Linked DNA regions of Drosophila melanogaster: region 2 is linked to region 1. The links are chromatin contacts, called in public Hi-C maps. All regions are on one chromosome and are shown on one strand. Each heading gives the region's core, a stretch centred on a gene start, on an enhancer-like site or on the middle of the called end of the contact. The rest is flanking DNA. Distances are from core to core; before and after follow the strand shown. Region 1 holds the start of aop (anterior open). Region 2 holds the start of Rab5 (Rab5,).

The links. Hi-C and Micro-C count contacts between places; a contact is called where the count stands out from the background.
Region 2: a Hi-C map of the Kc167 cell line shows a contact between it and region 1, with 4 times the contacts expected there. The contact joins the promoter of Rab5 here to the promoter of aop in region 1. A contact is called at or near these places in 3 of 107 Hi-C or Micro-C datasets (the Kc167 cell line, the OSC cell line and the S2 cell line).

The regions. Positions count from the first base shown.
Region 1 is chr2L:2,175,190-2,181,809 of dm6, forward strand. aop (anterior open) reads right to left here and starts at 3,565. Exons shown (of 4, transcript NM_078731.3): 1 at 2,658-3,565.
Region 2 is chr2L:2,361,365-2,367,984 of dm6, forward strand. It overlaps Rab5 (Rab5,), which reads right to left and starts at 3,909. Exons shown (of 6, transcript NM_164476.2): 1 at 3,697-3,909; 2 at 1-221. The coding sequence starts at 64. Axud1 (AXIN1 up-regulated 1) reads left to right here and starts at 3,981. Exons shown (of 3, transcript NM_164480.2): 1 at 3,981-4,026; 2 at 4,911-6,620. The coding sequence starts at 4,957.

The sequences.
Region 1 (6,620 bases), core at 2,315-4,814:
CAACAGCGATAATTCCGAAATTGTATATTTGTTTCTGGTTTAATTCGCTAATAGTTGGTTTTTCTGAAGAACTTGTCATGTCGTTTTCCTACAGTCTGGAAAAAAGAGCGACACACACAGCCATGCATTTTTTGCTCGCTCGGCATTTTGCGTTAATATCTGAGCCGCTTTAAGGCATTTTTTATTGTTGTTTTTGCTGCTGCTTGGCGTTTTCTTCCTCTTCCCTTCATTATTTAGCCGCCCCAAGTTGTTGATTTGATGTTGTTGTACGGGTTAGTTGTGATTCGCACATGTGAGTGCGAGTGAGTCAGTTGCTGGCTGACTGTGTGTGTGTGTGCGAGGGAATAGGTCGATGTTTTCTTGCTCTGATCCCCACCACTCTTTCACCCAACGATCAACAGTTTTTATACCTGTTTGCTCTGCTCCTCCATCTTCCTCTTTTCATGCGATCGCTCTCTTCCGTGCACTTGCCGTGCTCTTTCTCTTACGTCGTTTGTCTTTCGCCTCACACACACACACACACACACACACACACAACAGCACACATTCACCCATTCCCCATTACGTTGTTTCTTTTTGTTGGGAGCAATGCGGAAGTGAATTTAATTTATTGTATTTACGCTGCTTTTGCCGCTTTTCTGCCGCCGGCTGGTCACCAGGCCAAGTCTCTAGGGGAACCAGGAAAGGAAAACAGCCAAGCGAAATCGCAGCTTCTACAAATTTTATTTCGTTTCCCGCTAATTGAAGAGAGAAACTGTTTATTTTTGAGAAACAAATCTTAATACATCCGTGCGCACAATCATAAGCAGGTAAGTAGGGACAGATTAATTTAAAGACATTGCGTTATAAAATTATTTACCAGCCTAGGGGATTGTTTACGTTTTATTTATAATAGGTCTTTGTGTTTACCGATAAGATATTAAAGCTAATAGAACATTCAATTTTTTTTTTAAATTTTAAAAGTGACTTTAATTTTAAAAGTGAAGTGAAATTTTCACCACCAGTAAATCATTCTTTTCCTTGGGAGCTATTTAGTTGACCCAAACAGTGCATGTGTTTGTTTTATACATAATGAAATTTATTGGCGAGAATTCTGCTCTCGTCAAAAAAATAAAATAACGGAGGTGGCGCACGATCAGGTGTGTGTCTAGTTCGCTCCCCCCACCGCCACCCCCTGAAATCACATACATACATATATACCTTATAGCTGCGGCAGAAGCAGGAACTGTTTGGCTGATTTGTTCGACGTCGTCGGTCGGCAAAAGCAAATAAATAAACACAATTCCGCTGGCTGTTTTACTTTTTTTAAATGTACATACTACATATATGTATATGCACATAAGTATGTACATACGCTTTTATGACAGTGTGGGCATTTCTTTTCGCCATAGCGCCCCTGCGATAAGATTTCGCTGACGCTTGCCAGAGTCGCCGGAGTCACCCTAATTGGAGCTCAACGCTCCGCTTTTGTTTCACTTCACTTCCATAGAAAAGTGCATGCAACAAGAGACTCGTGAACCGAACAGAAAGAACGATTCCGAAAGCCCGGTTCTATAGCATATAGCATATAGCGCAAAGCACACCGATATGCACTCCGATAATTACCGTTTTCATCATTTTTGTGGCGGAAAACTCGGACCTGGCCAATATGATGCAACGGGCATTACGAAAAGCACCCAGGTACCGTAATGTGGAGTGGAATGTGAAAATAGAAGAGGCTATTTTCCAAGTGAATCGATCTTGTTCGTATTGTAGAATGCTAGGGAATCGGTGAAGCGTACCGTGCATACAATGAGAGTCAAGACACTGGGCTTGGGAAGAGAAATTACTATCATATCATATTGTTACTAGACTGAGCTATGAGTATTTGCATATGGTTCTCAACCAACCACAGGTAATAATTAATCACAATCCAACTAGACTGTAAGAAATATCTAATCATATTTGGAAACAAGAAGAACATACAACAAATTATGCGCAACAATCAGATAACAAAACAATAATTAAACTATAAAACCACTCCCAAGATCCCCATAAAATTGTAACTCTTATTATTTAAACAAGCCCCAAATGAAAACGCCACAATCAGATCCTCTGAACAGGCAAATAAATCAACTAAACCTTAGATAAACCGTTGTTGCCGAGTCTTCATCCATCTCATATGAGTGTACTGCGAACCAAATATAGCCCAAGTTATCTGTTTACACGTGTAGATCCGACAAATTGTTGACCTCAACCAGAGACCAAAACTCAGACATTGTAAGACGTCGGGTGGAGCGAAGTGGGGAAGTCATATGCAGCAGATAACCAAAGCCAGATTAAGGTGGAGCAATTATTTATCAGCTGCTCAGACAAGACACTTTTCTGTTTCCATGACCATTGTGACGTAGTTATGGGAAATACATGTACCAAAAGATGGTGTTTTAACCAATTCGTAAAAAAAAGCAACGACGGCAATGGAGTGATACAGGGGTAATGTCTGTAAACACCGATTCTTGCACGATTACGAATATAAAAGAACTCCAGATATAAAAACCATTGTGCTTACATATTGAGAAAAAATGTTTTTATTTTTGACACTCTTTTCTGCTACTATTTTGACAATGGTTAATTTAACAGTTCACAACAAAAAGTATACAAATTATCAAAATTCTCACCTGTTTGCTCCACTGTGCACTGTGGTTACGTACTGTAAGGTGAGTGAGTGAATTTGTCTGTTTGCGTTGGGCTTCGGATTCGATTCTTGAGCTTTTTAGCGACAGAAGCAACGCGGAAGCGGATATGTCCAGATCCCAGAATGCTTTAGCTTTTGCTTCGCTTTCTTGTTTTATTTTTGTTTTTGGTTTTGTTTCTGTTAATTCGATGTTGTTCTTGTTGTTATCTGCTGATGACGAAGAGGGCGTCGCGCCAAGTTGCCATTGTTGTTTGTGTTGCTGTTTCCTTTTGGTGAGGGGCGCCGCGTGGGCGGTGGTTGTGTGCTTTTGGGGCTAATCCAGGCTCTCTGTTTTTGTTTTTGTTTTCGCTTCGTTCTGCGACAAATGCCAGCCGTAAAGCGGAGCAAATGAATAAGAAGAAGGCGAAGTCAAGCGTTTTTACTTCCGCCGCCGCCTCAGCAGCACGCACACACAGGCAGACGCGGGCACACAAACGCACACGCACACTGTAAGACACTCACGCGATGCACTTGCACTCTGGCGTTTTGTTCGTGTATTTGTTGTTGTACTTTGGCATTTCCTCTTTCGTCTTCCTTTTCACTTTTGCTTGCACTTCTTGTTGCGTTGCTTTGCTCTCGCTGATGTTGCTGTTGTTGTTGGCGTTGTTGCTGTCGCTCTTGTTTATTTTTTATTTCCGTTTCGCGCACACACACACCGGGCAATGTAAACACACACCGAGTTAAGAAGAACCGTTTATTTCCTCAACGCCGCGCACGAATTAAATTCTATTAATTGTGAATTAATCAATTTAAAACATATTAGTTTGCCATTTACAGCAGAATGTCTAGTTGCTTTCAGGAGCGACTCTTCTACACGTCCGCCCAGCACGGCAGTTTCTTTTTGACTGCCGATTCGATTCGAACAGGCGGCGAACATGAACAAGTCGGCGCATGCGGAGAGAGAATCGAAAGAGAAAGAGAAGCAAAGAGAGCGACATACAGCAAAAACAATTCAAAAAGAACTGGTGAAGAATACGAAAATAAGATAATTTTTTAAGGAAGTCGCGCTTTGATCCGTATCCGTTTTAGCGTCCAAGATTTATATCTTAAATCGGACCTATATTTTGAGGTACAGTGAAGCTTTGATGCGCCAGTCTTATATGAGTTAAAGTTTTAACGATTGAAAGACACCCCTGAGCTGCTCATTATATTTCAATATTTATAAACAATCTTATATCAGAGCTTGAGAGACTTGCATGCGCCACAAAATTCCAATTCCAATTCCGGAATAATTTCACAATAATCTCAATTAACATACGTATTTTATGTTCGTAATTTTTTAAAATTCCCAGATTCCCCACAATTGCCATAATAATCTCGATTATGTTATTATACTCTGAGAAGTAGGAGTGTGTGCAAAGACCACAAACAAATCATTAGGCGCGTAAACATTTACAGATCCACCATCCACTTCCTTGGCAACGAAAGAAGCAACAGCTCGCAGAGGTAATAATTTAAATAATTTAAAACCCACCAAAGTTTACTACGAAACAACTCAATAGGCAACCGCTGTCTGTGGGCGGCGTCGAATTCGCGTGGGGCGCTCGATTTAGTTGTTAATCAATAGAAGATAAAGTTTAAACAAACGATTCATGCTGATACCAGAAGCATGGGCGCCGAAATACCAAGGGATCGTTCTCTCACTAGATAACATACACACCTATTGTGACTGGAAACTTGAAATGATCGAGCATGCCATACCCATTAGCTGTCAATTGTGACTATTGGCGAGCTTTTTGCACATAAACCATAGATAAGACAATTCCGTGAACTCTAATCAGTGTGCGATAATGCTCTCAAGCATTTGAAATAATTATGAATACGACCCCCTGGCCGAAAATGAAATAAGCGCCACGCGCCTGGGAAAAGCGCTCTATTGTAATACAAAATGTTTGGAGGTGCTAGCTGATAGGTGTTTTCGATCCCATAAATCTTGGATCTTCATGGAAACCAGTTGGCAATCTTTAATTATAAATTGTTGGAACATTTCCGCTCGGCTGCGACGGAAAATCTCTTTGGAAAGGGGGCGGGGCTGGGGTTCCTCGTCAGGTTGCTTGGACGGTCGGTTGGTCGGTCGGTCGGTGGGCCTGAAGATGCGCTCAGTTGCACTGCATCCGCTTTGGGGTCTCCAGTCGCCTCAGTTGGCTAACCAGTTTCTCCCCGAGCAACGAGCAACGTTTACGTTGACATTTCAAGTCAAATGCCCATAAACGGCGACCAGCCGGACGACCCCGCCCACGCCCTGCACGCCCCTGCTCAGTTCCGTGGGTATGCACTGAAAGAAAATCTAGATTAATGGGCATTTAGGTAAGTAATAAATAGTAACATGTATTTTTATGGCTATAAATAGTTTAGCGAGTAAGCCTCGTGATATGAAACATTAAAGAACTTTTAGATTGTGACTCTAATTAAGAAATATAATAGAGATATTTTTTTCAAGTGCTATCTTTTCCGTCGATAGCTGCGATGGCGATGACGACGTTTCCAAGTGATCGCCGCAGCGACGATCACTGGCCCAAATTAGTAGCTTCGGTCATGGTGCGTCGCCCATCGGGAAATTCCAGGGTGAAAGGGTGGCTGGCGGAGGAGGAGGACGGGGCGGAAGGGGCAGAGCTGCCGATGAGGATCGCACAGGGGTCAGAGTTCAAATAGTCGTCCAATTGAGCCAATCAGCGTTTGTACATCTGTATTTCGCCATTGCAATGCAACCAGTACGCCTCTGCTGCGCCACCTCCCACTCCATTCAGATCCATCCGACTTGTCGGGTGATCGCTATAGTCGCAGCTCTTAGTTCTTAGTTGTTAGTTCTTAGTTCGATGCCTAAGTGCAGATAATTCATTAAAATAGAATGCCAATGTCCAGAGGCGGAGGCAGCGGCAGCCAAGTGGCATCCACTTGTGCTCTAGAATCAGACACCAAAACACAGATATGGCCGCACATATGTAAGCACGGCACACATGGTCACATACATATGTATGTGTACATATAGTAGCAGAGGTCCGCCAGACAGCCAGCGATTTGATATATGCCCTGCACTATATGGTATAGTCCCAGATCTATAAATAAGTCTGGTCGCAGACCCGACAAAGTCGCCTCCCGATGCGGAAGTATTTCCAGACGCGCCTCGCTTCTTGTTCTTTGCTTTTCGTCCCCTTTTATTTATTTGTTGCTGGTAATTTGCCAATTACTAAACTTACTAAACAGCAGGGGGTGGTGGTGGTGCAGAAGGGGGTGGCGATTGGGGATTCGGTGGAGGTGTGCGGCAGGTGACCCAGGAACAAACGAATGCGCCTGTCTGGAGCGTATGTATCTAAAGCAGATGTAATCCTTTCAGTTTGATATCATAGTAATTCTCTAGCTAATGAATACCCTTTACTGCATTAAAAAAAAAATGAATGCAAGCAACGAAAGTGAAAATAAACCATTATTCCACAAGGAATTTTTACAGATTGTCCAATTAGTTTCCTAGAAAAGAACGCATTATTTCCTTCGTTATTACACATCATTACTAAGATCCAGCACACACCTTTCCCAACCCCGCAGAAGCTGATCCAAAGGGGATCGTCCTCGAAAACCACCCACATAACATTTGGTAATTTTTCAGGATTAGGTAAATAAAGGACGAGGAAGACGCAATAGCAACGGATCCTTTTCGTTACACTTTGCCCAAACTCAATTGAATTGTGTTCTACTTGGATTTCGGCTGAAAAGGATATTACGCAGAGATCCTGTGCAGTGATCCTCGACCTGAATCCGAGTCCTGGCCTAATTGTTACACATTCCCCTCGGGCAACAATGGGTAATTGTAAGATTTTTGCCGCCATCGCACGCATTAAGGACTCTGCCGCGGCAGTTGTGCGTCTGCAGGATATGAAATGTGCACCCAGCACAGAGGAAAGAAGAGACC
Region 2 (6,620 bases), core at 2,659-5,158, 190 kb after region 1:
TGCCATTGGGCCGCTGCGCCGTTCCAGTGCCGCTGGCACCGCCGCTGCGTGGAGTGGTTGCCATGATCGGTTCGGGTTGGATCGGATGCGAATGTGGATGCGCTCTTCCTCCTCTGAGATGGCAACTGATATTTGGTTCTACGGACGGTTACTGCAACTCACTCCCTCTTCTGCTGAGTAAGTCTTTCTGCTAAGATTGCTGCTGAGTGTGGATGCGGAATCTGCAAAATACAAATAATGTACATATTTATAATGGAGACGGATAAAAACGAAATTGAGTGCTTCCAATTCTTCTGCCATAATGGTACGTTTTTAGGGCTTAAACTCAGTCCCCTTGAAAACATGCTGCCCATGTGGATGAATATAAAACCCACATAAAACCATCAGATGATTGTGTGGCGCCTTTGTTTGTTTAATGACGCCGTCGACAAGCCCAGTTCAATATGTACATATCCGAGAATATGCACAAAAAGCCGACGTTTTCCATCAGTAAATGAAACAGAGGAAAAGGGAAGCGTCTGCCAATGGTCACTGATAAATTCAATTGAAATTGAAAGCAGTACGCCCTACAAAAACTCACATTAGAGCTTATATTAGTTTATTTATATTTATATTTATAAGTGTTACACATCCGAAAACATATCATTACTATTTGTGTCACTTGGCAACATAATAGTACTGATAAGCTTGTGATAGGAAAATCAGTGAAAGCAATTGTTCCACGATTAGATGTTCAATGTTATGAGTTGTGTTTAGAAAATTCCTTGCGTGACTGCTTCAAACATCCACAAACACAAACATTCTTAATTACATGTGCAAATACAAATCCATCAACAACTAAAAATACTTTGGCAAACACAAAGGGGAAACCTTATATGCGCTTTCTAGGCGCAATTATTGTTTTTCCCTTTCTTCGTGGCAGATAAGGGGTTTACAAGTAATCGAAACTACAACATTCTTATCGGTCCCTTGTGCGGGAAATCTAAGTTATCGTAAAAGATATTTATTGCAGCTCCTCTAGGGGCTACCGCGCAATTGATAATTCACACACTTTCTGGTGGAAAATATTTCGAGGGCGGGTGAATTTGTGTACATATGTGTATAATAGTACATAACACAGAGGACGCCTCGCATTATTCAGCGGTAATGCGTGTGGCATTCACAGTATTTTTGTTATCAGTGCCACTTTTATGAATCATACGCCCCATTGGCCACTACACTTTTACCGATGTCCCACAGATACGTTGATCCCGAAACAAGATATCGTTTTAAACAGAGAGTAATCATTAAAATTGTTTAAAAATATTTACTGTTGCATATATTAACTAAGCTAAAGTCGTTTTCAAATCTTCACAAAGTATCGTTCACATGCTTTTCGTTTTTATGACCGACGACGGGAATCTCAGAATTCCGACAGAAATTAATTAACACATTGAAGCCAGACTGTACAGTGGAGATAAATCTACGAAGATCGGGGTATGGAATTCTACACGAGTCTTGTTTACTTTGTGGAGAGAAGTGAGCGCAGAGCGAAGAGAATTCACAGAGTGAGGGCGGAAGCTGTGATAAAAATCAATGCAAAATAAATTAACGGGGAGACGTGGAGAAAGTAAAAGCGTGACAAACATGTACGCTGTGCGGCGTTATTAAATTAACAAGGAATGAGGGAGAGAGCGAAATATGCAGGCCCTCTCTTTGCCATTAAAAATGCAGTCAGTCAACAATTGTTTGTTTCTCCCCCTCCCTTCCGATCATTCAATTGTTTTTTTCCCGGAGACTTTGGAGCCAAGTGCACAGTCACACACACATACAGAAGCCGACAACTTGGTCTCTCTTTTCGAAAACCGCACTCTCATTGCGATAAAGAAATTTCGCCTACAATTACTTTTCATTATCCAGCGAATGACGTATTTTGCTGTTTTTTGCGTCTAAGCCAAAACGAAAACTGCACTTTAAATTTAATTAAAACAAGCAGTGTGTCTCACTAAGCCAATGCAAAATTTTCCTTGAGAAGCGGACAGCTGTCAGTAAATAACTCACCGCTAATTTTAATTCGAACCGTAATTAATGCGGTTTATTAAACTTTAAAGTCACTTGGACAACAGGAGTGACTTTCGCGCCCGTCTGCGGAAAATTCAATAAAATATAAAACAACGTTCAGGAAATTACGGTTCTTTTAGAACAGCTGACGATGCGTCATTCACGCGACTAATACAAATGCAAGTGAATCAAAAAAGAGAATGAGAGCGAGAACAACAACCATACGTAGCCACAGCCTTTATCAATCAAATAGCTGTAATACGTGGAATTAAGTTACAAATCTTATGTTAGATTTTAAAGATATTTAATATAAATATGAAATAAAGAAGAACGTCCACATAGCTTGTGCTTAATTTTAAGCATGAATTAAGTTTTAAATCCACCTTTGGAAACTTAAAACATTTTCATTATATCAACATGGCCCTATTCACGTGAGCTTGACTGTGGAATTGCCTCACTCGAAAAGTCAACAAGTGCAATTTTCTCAGCACGCATATTTGAAGCACGTCTAGAAAACGGAGAATACAATTAGCGTTATATTTACTGTCACACCACACATCACTCCGTAAATATGTATAGCTTGACAAATGCGGGTCTTCCATTTGCAAAGCGAGCGAAAAGGTCTAGAATAAACAAATAGAAGGATGCGTTTTTGTTTACATTTGGGCTTTATAGAAACATCAGAGACAAAGACAGTTCTTTGAGAAACTTGCACGATAAGGGAACGGATTGCCGATAAATACACACACACCACACACCCACACTCTCTCTCATAACTAAAGACGCAAAACAGGCGGAACAAAGAACCGCGATTTTTGATCCGTTTTGGCGTGTAAAGCGCTGATAAATTGGGTGATAATGCGGGCCAAGATCCGATTTTGCCAGCTTTACTCCATACCAGAGTGCACCTGCAGTGTTCTTTATCTCTTCACAATTAGATTCGTGAACTATCTTAGGCCTTGCGACCCACTGTGCACGCTGCACTTGGAGCAGGTCGTACGGCCGTCTCGCTCTAGCGCCCACTCTCATGGGCAACGCACCCAAAATTCAGGGCCATCTATCGCGCTCGCTCTTACACTCGCACTATGGCGGACGGGGCGAAAAAATTTTACACAACTTTCTTAATTAATTACGAGGGGTGAGCGAAAACAACAACGCAAAAGCACTCGACTTTCCGCCGAATTACGCACTCTTCTAAACGCGGCACTTGGAGACCAGTTGACCATTTGCATTTACGTTTTTTCCTTTCAATTGTGTGCCCCAAAACAGCCCCAAGAAACGAAACGAAACGAGCGCAGAGGGAGATAGATAGCGACTGACTCGCCTCTCGCAAAATTATCGTCGCGTCGCAGGTCGTGTTTTTGTCGATTAACTTCCTGGGCGACGTCACCATTGATTTGCCAAAGATTTTTGTCTTTTTTAGCTTCCTTGCCTTGCTAATGGCTAGCGAAATTATCGCCTGGTTTATTAGTAAACTTAACTTACAACTTTCTTGGAATTTTATGTGTGACCGCAGGACGACTGTTGGAATATGCCAAACATATCCTAAGCTCTGCTCGTTAGCAGAGGCTCCAACCAACGATACATATTTCTATCGATTAGTGGGACCAACATATTACACAATATAAATAAAATTTTAATATAAACATTTCTTACCGTGAATATACAAAACATATTTCTTTGCTGCACGAGTCAACTAATGAATCGTAAAACGGGTATATTTTACATAATAATTGTCTTACTATGAATTTATGTAATCAATGAGCTTGCAGGAACCGGCTCCATTGGTGAATTTGTTTTAATTTTTCTTCTGAATTATTTCTTAGCAAATACACGCACCATCTACTAGTGAGTCACATTTATCTATCACGCTCTATCGTATACACTTTTATCAATTTTTGCCTGGTATTTTTAAGTACATTTGGATCGGTGCAGGACTGTTGTCATGTTGCAGGGGTCCAGCGACGGGCACACTGAATAGAAGAAGTAATAACATTGCGAGAAAAGAAGAAGTGAAAAATTAAGAAAAAGTTTACGGAAGTGCGAAATGAGTTTTAAAAAATAAATCATAATTTTGGGCGTTGCCAGGCGCATAGTAAAGTGATTGTGTTAATAAAAGAATACCGACCTTTGTGTCCTGATTCGCCTCCTTCACGCACACACTCGCACAGACTTGCACAAACACACGCACACAGTTGCGTCTTTCGTCATCTCTCTCGCTCTCAGTTTTTTATCGCAGCTGCAACGCAAATTGCAAAAAGGATAAATCCCACCGATCTTGCGAGTCCGGCCGTTGGCTTGGCTGCGAAAATATAAGCGCAAAGGTGGGCCCCCAAAAAAAGAAGCTAATCAATATTGATTTTGGTTAGCGGTATGTCTACTTTTCGGGTGGTCTCCTTTCTAGCGTGCGAAATTCTCGGGGATCCAGGATTTCAAAGGATTCTGCACACGCACACCCATCCAAGCACAGTGCTCATTCGAAAAAGCGAACATACAAGTGAGCGGAACATTAAAGCGAAAGATATATATTTTTAAACCATTACACGTACACAGAAAACAATTGATTTCTTGCGAGCAGTAAAATTAATACTTGAGCTAAATTAATATTTCTAAATATTTACACAAGTTGTAAAAGGTACACTCATTAGGCTTTTGGCAATTTGTTTGTTGGATCTAGGACCTGGTCAGGGGCTCTTACGAAACGTAAACAGGTGTAATTAATTTACTCAGAAATAAAGTTTCGCATTCCCGGCAGTTCTCCCTCTCGAATGGACACTGTACATACACACCTGATCTATACGTTTTCGCTACCTGCGAAGGAAATTTCCAAGCAACATTATGTAAAACCATTTCCTCCTACTTTCTTGCAGATGACCAAAGGACACTCAATGATCTAGGGACCTCGACACGGATAGCATGTTTAGTCCTATAAAAAAAATATTTACGTACATACAAAAAAATGCGAGCGGCTCCAATATGTTTAGCCCATCAGGAAACAAGGCCGCCGGCCAAAGGGAGGGGACCACCAGCCTAACTGCCCACGACGAAGGCGAAAGGAAGGATCAGCGGCATCTGGATCACAAGGATAATCAGAGCGAACCGGAGGAGCGGCAGCATCAGCTGCAAATATTTCCCCACCTGGACGATGACGACGACGACATCGAGAGGCAGATCAAAACCTCCATAATTGACGCCAGCAAGGTGCACGCAGCGAAAGCCAAGGCGTTGGCTTCCCTACCCATGCCGCTTGAGCAGCTCGATGATGAACTGGCGGACTTTGCTCACGGCCCGGCGGACACCGAACTAGAGGAGCAGTTCCTTGAGCTGGAGAACTATCCTAATAATGAGATAATCGTACTAGGCGATGCGGATCTTAACTCTTCAATAGCTTCCGACGCAGTCTCCGAGGACCCACTGGCAATTGACAACATTCTTGACTCCGCGTCGGTCACCACAAACGAGGAGGTCGACACCAGTGGAGAACTTCTTTGGCTGAAGTTGAACAATGAGACGGAAATGGCCACCAGATCAGCGGAGGTGGTGTCCAACAACCAAGCATCATTGGAGCCTGCCCAGCCAGCCAAACCGAAAGAGGATGAGCTTAGAGATGGTGGGTCTGATTCTGGTTTAGGAAGTGAAACCTCCGCGTTACTCAAGGATCAGGCGGAGAAAGAAGCCGAGCCGGAAATCCAGAAAAAGGTGGAAACGAAGCCCATAAGGTCCAACCTTAAACGGAGACTCGAAGATTCGGAAAGCGATGCTATAGATCTGGTGCCCGACATGTCTGCCCCTCCAGTAGCCCCCCAGAAGCGGACTAAGCGCTCCATCAACTTTGACGAGGTGAAGGTGTTCTACTTCCCACGACAACAGGGCTTCAGTTGTGTACCAACGGCGGGCGGATGCACCTTGGGCATGGGTGCAAGGCATGTAGGTTTTAAGACGATGACCCTGGCCGAGCACGCAGCGGAGTTGAGGCGGGCACATCGCAGCCAGAACCAAGAACTCCAGCCTCGGGGTTCCAGCAGTGACGACAGCGAGGAGTCCGAGGAGGATTACCTAAGCGAGGGTAGTGGCTCCGATGCCGAAGACGGTTCCAATGGCTTCCTACAGCCGGTGACGCCCAAGCAGAGAAGGGCACTGCTGAAAGCGGCGGGCGTGCGCAAAATTGATGCCAGCGAGAAGAGCGAATGCCGCGATATCAGAAACTCCCGGGAAGTGTGCGGCTGCTCCTGCAGAGAGTTTTGCGATCCGGAGACTTGTGCCTGCAGCCAGGCGGGCATTAAATGTCAAGTAGATCGAGCCATGTTTCCTTGCGGATGTACTCGCGAAGCTTGTGGCAACACAGTTGGCCGGGTAGAGTTCAATCCCACGAGGGTGCGAACCCACTATATCCACACGGTGATGCGGTTGGATCTCGAGCAGCGACAGGGTTCGGTTCAAGGCGTCCAGGGAGGACATCTGCAGCCGCAACAGCAGCAACCATCCCAACAGACCATTGGCTATTCCCCGGTGGGAACGGCTGGCTCAACATCCGCGTACTTCCTGCAAACGCAATCGAACTACAGCTCCGGCTACGCTTC